Regions from separate parts of the Mus musculus genome. Here region 2 is linked to region 1. A link is a contact called in public Hi-C data. All regions are on one chromosome and are shown on one strand. The core of a region is the stretch at or near the end of the contact, and the rest is flanking DNA. Distances in the headings are between cores, read along the strand shown.

Region 1 (3,282 bases), core at 265-2,764:
CCCTCATTTGTACTGATGTACGCAACATTAAAAACCAAGTGGCAGATAACAAATTTTGTTCTGAGAACTCTGATCTGGACCTCAGATTCCTAAATGAACACAGGAAACCGATATTCAGCTAATCAGAAGTGGGAAGTGTGAACAGCAAGAAGCCAAGCAGCAGGCTCCTCCTGTGCATGCCATACAAAGTGGGCATACGTGGGGAGGGAGAGTCACTGGGAGATGCTTCTGCTGATGAGGCTGGGGAACACACTGGTGGCTGTGAACCTAGGCTTCCGACTTTGATTTCAGCTACAAAAATAACAGCATATGTACAGGTTGTAATGTAATTTGCATAGGAAACCAGGCGTAAAAGAGGTGAGCAGCTGAGCCGCTGATGGACACAGGCAAAGGCAGAGGTACAGTTGTGTCCACCTGAAAGGAGACACTGGCAAACATGAAAACCAGAACACCAAAACACCAAAGATATGGATGGTTGAAATGACTGCCTCTTGGAAAACAAGCTGGGGGCAACGGGGGTGGGGGGGGTCACAACACCACCTTCTCTTTACTTCCTGACTATGCAGATTCGTTACTTTTGATTTAAACAATTGTAGAGGTTTAAAATCAGAAGATCAGTAATTGCCCCTCTGCTGTTCTTTTTCATTATTCTGGCAGCAGGCAGCTCTGCTGCTGCACACATCTGGCTGGAAACTCCCTTGATAAAAGCTGCACATCTGCACTCCGTGTCTTGATTAGCTCACAAGGCGGGAATAAATCTCCCAAGATGAACTATACATTTTGGCCCACCTGCACATCAAGAAAGCCTATCGGGCCCAGCGTGAGGAAAGAAGGGACTTCCGATAAGGTGTGGGAGTGGAGAGGATGTGGGGAGGGAATCACTCTGCAGTCTTGGGTTTGTGGAGGAAGTGGGGGTGGAGAGCAGGCCCAGCAGACTAGTGCAATCCATCTCTTCCCACTTCCTTAGCTGACCATGTGTCCATTAAAACCTCCTTCTACCTTGCAAGGAAAACAACCTTGGTTTTGGTTCATTTTGCAGAAAAAGGCAGCATCCAGGTGGCCACCATCCCCGTGCCCAGGAGGGAGGCCGCACTCACAGCACGTGCATCTTAGACAGCCCCCAGAAGGCCCCGTCCGTCAGCCTGCTGATGTTGTTCCTCTGAAGCCTCAGCACCTCTAAGCTGTCGAGCCCCTGGAACGTGAGGCCTTCAATCAGCCGAATCCGATTCCGATTCAGGTCTCTATGGAGAGAGAGGAAGCCATCGGGTCAGAGCATCCCTTGTGCACATCTAGGCTGCACCGTTCCGAGTCGGTGGTGAAACCATGGAGGAGGGGACACCTCAGCTGGCACACTGGCACTGTCAACAGCAAGGGTGACAGCCTAGGAGAGGGACAGTGAATGCTGCATGGCTAGCTCTGTACTGCCCCAGTACTGTGGGGACATAAGCACCCCACAGTTCTTCCCTCAGGACAGCCACCATTCAGGAGTCTAGAGCAGGCCCTGGGCATGACTCAGAGGTACATTCATTCCTTCGCTGAGGTGTCTCTGAGCTCAGCAACAGAAATCCATACCAGATGCTTCAACCCAAGAAAATCCTAACCATTGGGTACCAAATATCAGCAAAACTTCCACTCGGGGCATCTGACAGACCTCTGTGCAATGGGAAGAAGTGACAGCTTGTGGAGAAGTGGGGGGTGGAGCAGATACACACTTGGCACCTCGTCCTAGCAGAACAGCCTTAGTTGACCAATAGCTATCTGGAATCTGGGTCAGCTGGATCCCATTAGCAACTCTGGGGAAGGTGGGAAGACACTGCACTAATTAGAAAGCCCTTGGTTTTTCCCCAAATATTTCTGCAGTGTCTCATGACCCTGCTTCACACACAGCCTCTTCAGCTTCTTAGACTGGAAAGAGCAGAGTCAAGCTCCTGCACTCAGGAGAAATGAGGACAGGGCACTCTCTGCCCTGTGCCAGCCTGGTCTGCAACTGTTTCATCCTGATCGAACCAAATTGTGAATTCTAGCTTATTTCCCTGAAATATACTCTTCTGCTAAAACGAAGACACAGGGAAACAAAGAGTTGAAGAACCTTTTACTGACTGGGGAGTTTTGGTTAATATATGGTTTCTAGCACCCTGTGCCATTTTAGGCTCCATGAAAAGAGACATAAATAAATCCTTTTATACAAAACCAAACTGGCTAACCTTCTAAAATTTAGGAAATGAAGAGGCAGCTGCCTCTGGTCAGGTTAACTTCCCCAGAAGGACCAGATACCTTCCCTTCCAAGCTACAGACGGCCTCAGCACCTTAAACATTGCTAATACTCAAGATGAGAGCTCAACGAAGTGAGGATGGTAGTGGTGAGTGCACTTGGGAGGCTGAGGCAGAAGGATCAAGGGGGGGTGGGGATGGGGGGGGTGGGGCCTGCACTTCAGAAGTATAGCATCAGGGAGGCTAATCATCCAAGCACGAGGGTCTTTTCCTTGGCCATCTGAGGCAGCCTGCCAGCACCAGACCCAGCTCCTAATTTGCTTTTATTAGGTGTTGCGGTAGGGTCATAAATGATAGTTTATGCAGAGCTTTACCAGGGGGGTGAGGAAGGGGTGGCGATTGGTACAGGGTCCTTGGGGAAATCTGGCCCCATAAAGTTTGGCTAACCTTAATTAAAGTGCAGGTTTCTGTACTCACAGTTGTGTCAGCCTGGGTAGCTTGAACGCTTTCACAGGAAGCTGGGTGATCCTGTTTTTGCTCAGACGGAGAGTCAGCAGTGACCGCGACAGACCATCAAATGCTCCAGACTCCAGGATGCTGATGCGGTTGCTCGCCAAGTTGCTGGAATGATTCAGGAGAGAAAATGTAGTGGCAGTGGGAGGCCTTCCTCACTCCTTGTGCCTCCAGATCCAGCTGGGTCCGCTAGGAAAAGTGCTAAGGCAGACCCAGAGGGGCAGATCTCCACTGAGTTAGCTGTTCATCATCTCAAGGCTTCCCAGCCTGCCCTGACTTGAAGACAGGGAACCTGGGAATGCCGGTAGCAGGAATGTCTCATGAAGAGAAGACACTGGCACAGGCCTTACTGCAGCACAAAGCAATGTGCTCGTGCCGGTGGGCATGACTAACCTTTCCCCACACAGCTGCACAGAACAATGCCTGCCTCGGGAGAACTTGCAGATTCCTGCCTTACCGCCCACTAATTCAGGCTGGCCAGGAAAGCCCTAATAGCAAAAAAGTCAATTGGCAGACAAGGTCAATGGGTTTTATACTTTAAAGAAACATCCTTTATTT
Region 2 (3,672 bases), core at 23-2,522, 120 kb after region 1:
GATTAAACGTGTGTGTCATTGTTCTGCCATATTGTTCTGTTTTACTTTACACATTGGTGTAACCCAGGCCTGAAGAGGTAGCTGGTGGGGAAGAGCGTTTGTCTGCAAGCATGGAGACCTGAGATTGAATCCCAGCACTGCCATAAGCAGCCAGGAGTGGCTGTGCCTATAACCCCTGTGCTCTCAGAGGCAGAGGCAGGAGCATCACGGGCTGCTGGTGGCTGCCCAAGCTCTGTGTTCAGCAAGGGACCTTGCCTCAAGGGAATAAGGTAGAGAGTGAGAGCAGAACAGCTGACGGCAGCCTTTAGCCTTTATGTGTGTGCACACATGGGCACATACCTGCACATAGATGCATGCAAATACTGCACACATATACAAATTACTATGACATTGTACACTGGGCATTGTTGGGACTTTTCCATACACCTGCACTATGCATTTCACTAATACTCACTTGCTGATGGTCTTTCATGGCCCACTGCAGATATCATCTCCTTCGGACATGCCTGACCACTGAACTCACAAAGGGTCTCTGTATGCAACCCTAACACTATGACCTCTCCAACCTATGGGGCTGAAATGATCTTCTTGGCTAGCTTCTTCTCCAGTGGGGAAATGCCCTCCCTGCATGACCTTTCTGTTCATACTCCAGCATCTAGCACAGATGTCATAAGAAGTCAGCCAGAGCTGGAGAGCTTGGAATTACAGCCAGGAGAACTTCCTTTGGGGTCCAAGTTCCTTTTGCCCTTTTCCTTTTTTCCTGACTGGAAGAGAGATGGAGATGGAGATGATGGAGGTGGAGATAGAGAGAAGAAACGTGTGGCTTTCTTGGACACTTTGGAGGTTTACATAGAAGATGATATTTAAACCATCAAGTCGGGGGCACTTTGCACAAGTGGAGGGGTCAGAGGTGACAAGATGGGTCTGAGGGCTGAGTGAGGATGGGGAGAGATGTCCCTGGGAAAGGAGCTGCAGGCAGCTTGACACAGGGGCAGTGAAGGACTGTAATTGTTCCTCTTGGCTATTAGTAATCTCCAGCTCCAGGGAACAGAGCAATTAGCCCAGGGCTAGTAAATGCAGGTAGTTGGTGAGGAACTGAATGCGCTGCCCATAGCTGTGCTTAGGAGACGTCAGGGAAGGAGGTGTGTGATTTTGAGATTGCTCCAGCTCAGGCTGACTCTAGGAAACCAGCTGATCCAGCTGTGGGTATCAGCGCCATCTCCTTGGGCTCCAAGGGAAGTGATCTGAGGGATGAGGAAGAGCCTTGTTCGTCCTGACAAGTGAGTCACAGCGCTTAACCTGGTTTCCTGTTGGTGCCAAAGGCTGGAAGGCTCCGGGTCAACTTTGTGAGTCACTGGCTTAGGATTTTCTGGCATTCGTTTTTGGAATATTCTCAGTGTACATTCTCTTAACTCTCTACTTCCTTCCTTTCTTCTTCCCTCTTTTCCTCCTCCCCTCCTTCCCTCCCTTCCCAGCTTTTTCTCTTCCTTCCTTTGCTCTTCTTACTTGAAATACCTCTGACCTGACTTACTTGAAATATCCTCTGCCAGGGGATACTTTTGCACTGGTAAAATAAACTCATTTTTAGGAAATGTGTATGTGGTGTGTGTGTGGGTGGGGGGTGTATGTAGTGTATGGTGTGTGTGTGTGTGTGTGTGTAGTGTGTGTGTGTAGTATGTGTGTGTGTCTGTGTGTGTGTGTAGTGTGTGTGTGTCTCAGAGGCAGCATGCTTACTTTCTATGCATGAATCAGGGTGTTGATTCAAAGAAGCCATCACTGTATAGGCATATTTTCCAAAATTTTTATATATAGCGTTTTAGAAGGCTCTTCCCATCACCTCCACTCCACACTGAGTGTTTCTTTCTATATGATGAAGTATCTTTGAGCTTGTAGATATCCGAAAACATATCCAACCACAGCAAGATCACTGACTTTGCAGCTGTATCTAAGTTTTTTCTTCTATAAATAAATACCACGATAAACATTCCTGCTGTCGACTCTCTAAAAGTCATATTTATTTTAATTTTATGTGTATGGGTATTTTGCTTGCATGTATGTCTGTGTACCACACATATGCCTGGTACCTAAGAGGTCCAGAAGAAGGCATTGGGCCTCTGGAACTGGACTCACAGACCATTGTTACCTACCATATGGGTGCTGGGAACTGAACCTGGGTCCTATGGAAGAGCCATCAGTGCTCTTCACCACTGACCCACCTCTCCAGCCCAGTGTAGCTGAATCTTTCTGTATACTTTGATTTTTTAACTTTTCATGAAAATTAAAAGTCTTATTGGCTTTTATCATGTTGCTTATTCAATGTGCCCTGCTCTTCAGTGCTTTTCTGGATCAGCTGAGAGGTAATTAGGGAGGCTCAGGGCTGACCTCTTGGTAAGATCTCTTTCCAGCAGTTAGTTGGGATAGAGGAGATGCTAGCTTCACACCCAGACTTTCTCTGTGGATGGGGTGGAGCACCAGCTCTGTGGCTCAGTGCATTTCTTGAGGTCCCAGGTTTCCTGTTTCCAGTGCTGAAAGACAAACCAAGACACCAAAGAGGGATCAGAGGTGTTTTTTGCCTGCAGGGGGCTTAAGTTCTACTAGACAAAACAGAAGAACCGTCAAAGTCTACAAACAGGACCGAATGCAAAGCTGAAGAAAAGTTGATATCTATGCTGACAGGTGGCATCTGAAGGTGACAGGCAAGTACCCAAGGGCAGGGTGTGCATTCGATAAACATTGACAGTGTGCATTGCTATGTCCCCAGTGCTGCAGGTGCAGTGGAGGTTAGACAGTCTGCCTTGGGCAATCTCCACATCTAAAGAAGGTGGGCAATCTCATGGCAGCTCTGCCTATTCTAGACCATAGTTTACAATCAGTTTTGGGGTCCTGGGGATTAATCCCATAGTAGAATGCTTTCCTAATGCATGTGAAGTCAGTCCCTAGGATTGACCCCTGACACTGCAAATCTATTATTATTATTATTATTACTATTACTTGAGATGGGACCTCCTGTATTTTAGACTGGCCTTTAAAGCAGAGGAGGTTCTTGAATTTCTAATCCTCCTGCCTCCACCTTCCCAGTAGATTATGCAAGTCACAGAGCTCAAATCCACGGCCTCATGTATGGTTCACTAGCACTCCACCAATTGAATTATGTCTCTAAGCCATTGCATAAAATCAATTCTTTAATGTGTGCAAATTCTTGTTCTTCCTACTTTCTGCGCTTTTGGGATTCGAGCTGCTTGCAACCACTGTGCCACGCCTCCAGCCCCCCCCCCCCCCTTACTTAAAAAAGTATGGCTACAATTCATTGACTTACTTTTATGGCTGACTATTGGGTACTGAGGAGCCAACTGAACTTTCGAAGCTCTCGGGGTAGAATGGTTTAGAGTTGACAAAGCAAAAATTCAATTAGCCTAGAAAGGCTCTGTAGTGCTAGTCAGCAAAAGGTCCTGAAAAAGCCGGCTTTTCCATGCAAATGAAGGGGTAAATAGGCTCCATTGTGTTGGAAAAAAAGAGTAAAGGACATCTTTTTGTTCTTTTGAGGGGTGTACCAAGAGCTCCCTTGCCCTTTGTTATGTAGATCTGATCCCTGGGAAGAGGTGGTCCTCCAGCGAAAATTGTTTCTATCTGCCCCCCCCCCCCCCCCAGCTTCTGGGTTTTAGAAATTTGCAT

The links. Hi-C and Micro-C count contacts between places; a contact is called where the count stands out from the background.
Region 2: a Hi-C map of embryonic fibroblasts shows a contact between it and region 1, with 3 times the contacts expected there. The contact joins two enhancer-like sites. A contact is called at or near these places in 1 of 15 datasets of contacts at CTCF or cohesin (the NIH/3T3 cell line), 22 of 484 Hi-C or Micro-C datasets (the AML12 cell line, CD4 T cells, CD8 T cells and 15 more), 10 of 115 datasets of contacts at active chromatin or transcription factors (astrocytes, double positive thymocytes, embryonic fibroblasts and 1 more) and 2 of 9 other capture datasets (embryonic stem cells and embryonic trunk).

Annotation. Positions count from the first base shown.
Region 1 is chr6:94,625,272-94,628,553 of GRCm38.p6, forward strand. It overlaps Lrig1 (leucine-rich repeats and immunoglobulin-like domains 1), which reads right to left. Exons shown (of 19, transcript NM_008377.2): 5 at 2,689-2,832; 6 at 1,098-1,241. Among named protein-coding and RNA genes, the nearest start is that of Mir7041, 20 kb to the left of the region's middle. Within about 2 kb of position 1,515, at least 42 of the 459 cell types and tissues checked have an H3K27ac peak or open chromatin away from gene starts, as enhancers often do. A contact at or near this core is called in the NIH/3T3 cell line and embryonic fibroblasts, where this site is marked.
Region 2 is chr6:94,747,264-94,750,935 of GRCm38.p6, forward strand. No RefSeq gene overlaps it. Among named protein-coding and RNA genes, the nearest start is that of Lrig1, 49 kb to the left of the region's middle. Within about 2 kb of position 1,273, at least 41 of the 459 cell types and tissues checked have an H3K27ac peak or open chromatin away from gene starts, as enhancers often do. A contact at or near this core is called in the NIH/3T3 cell line and embryonic fibroblasts, where this site is marked.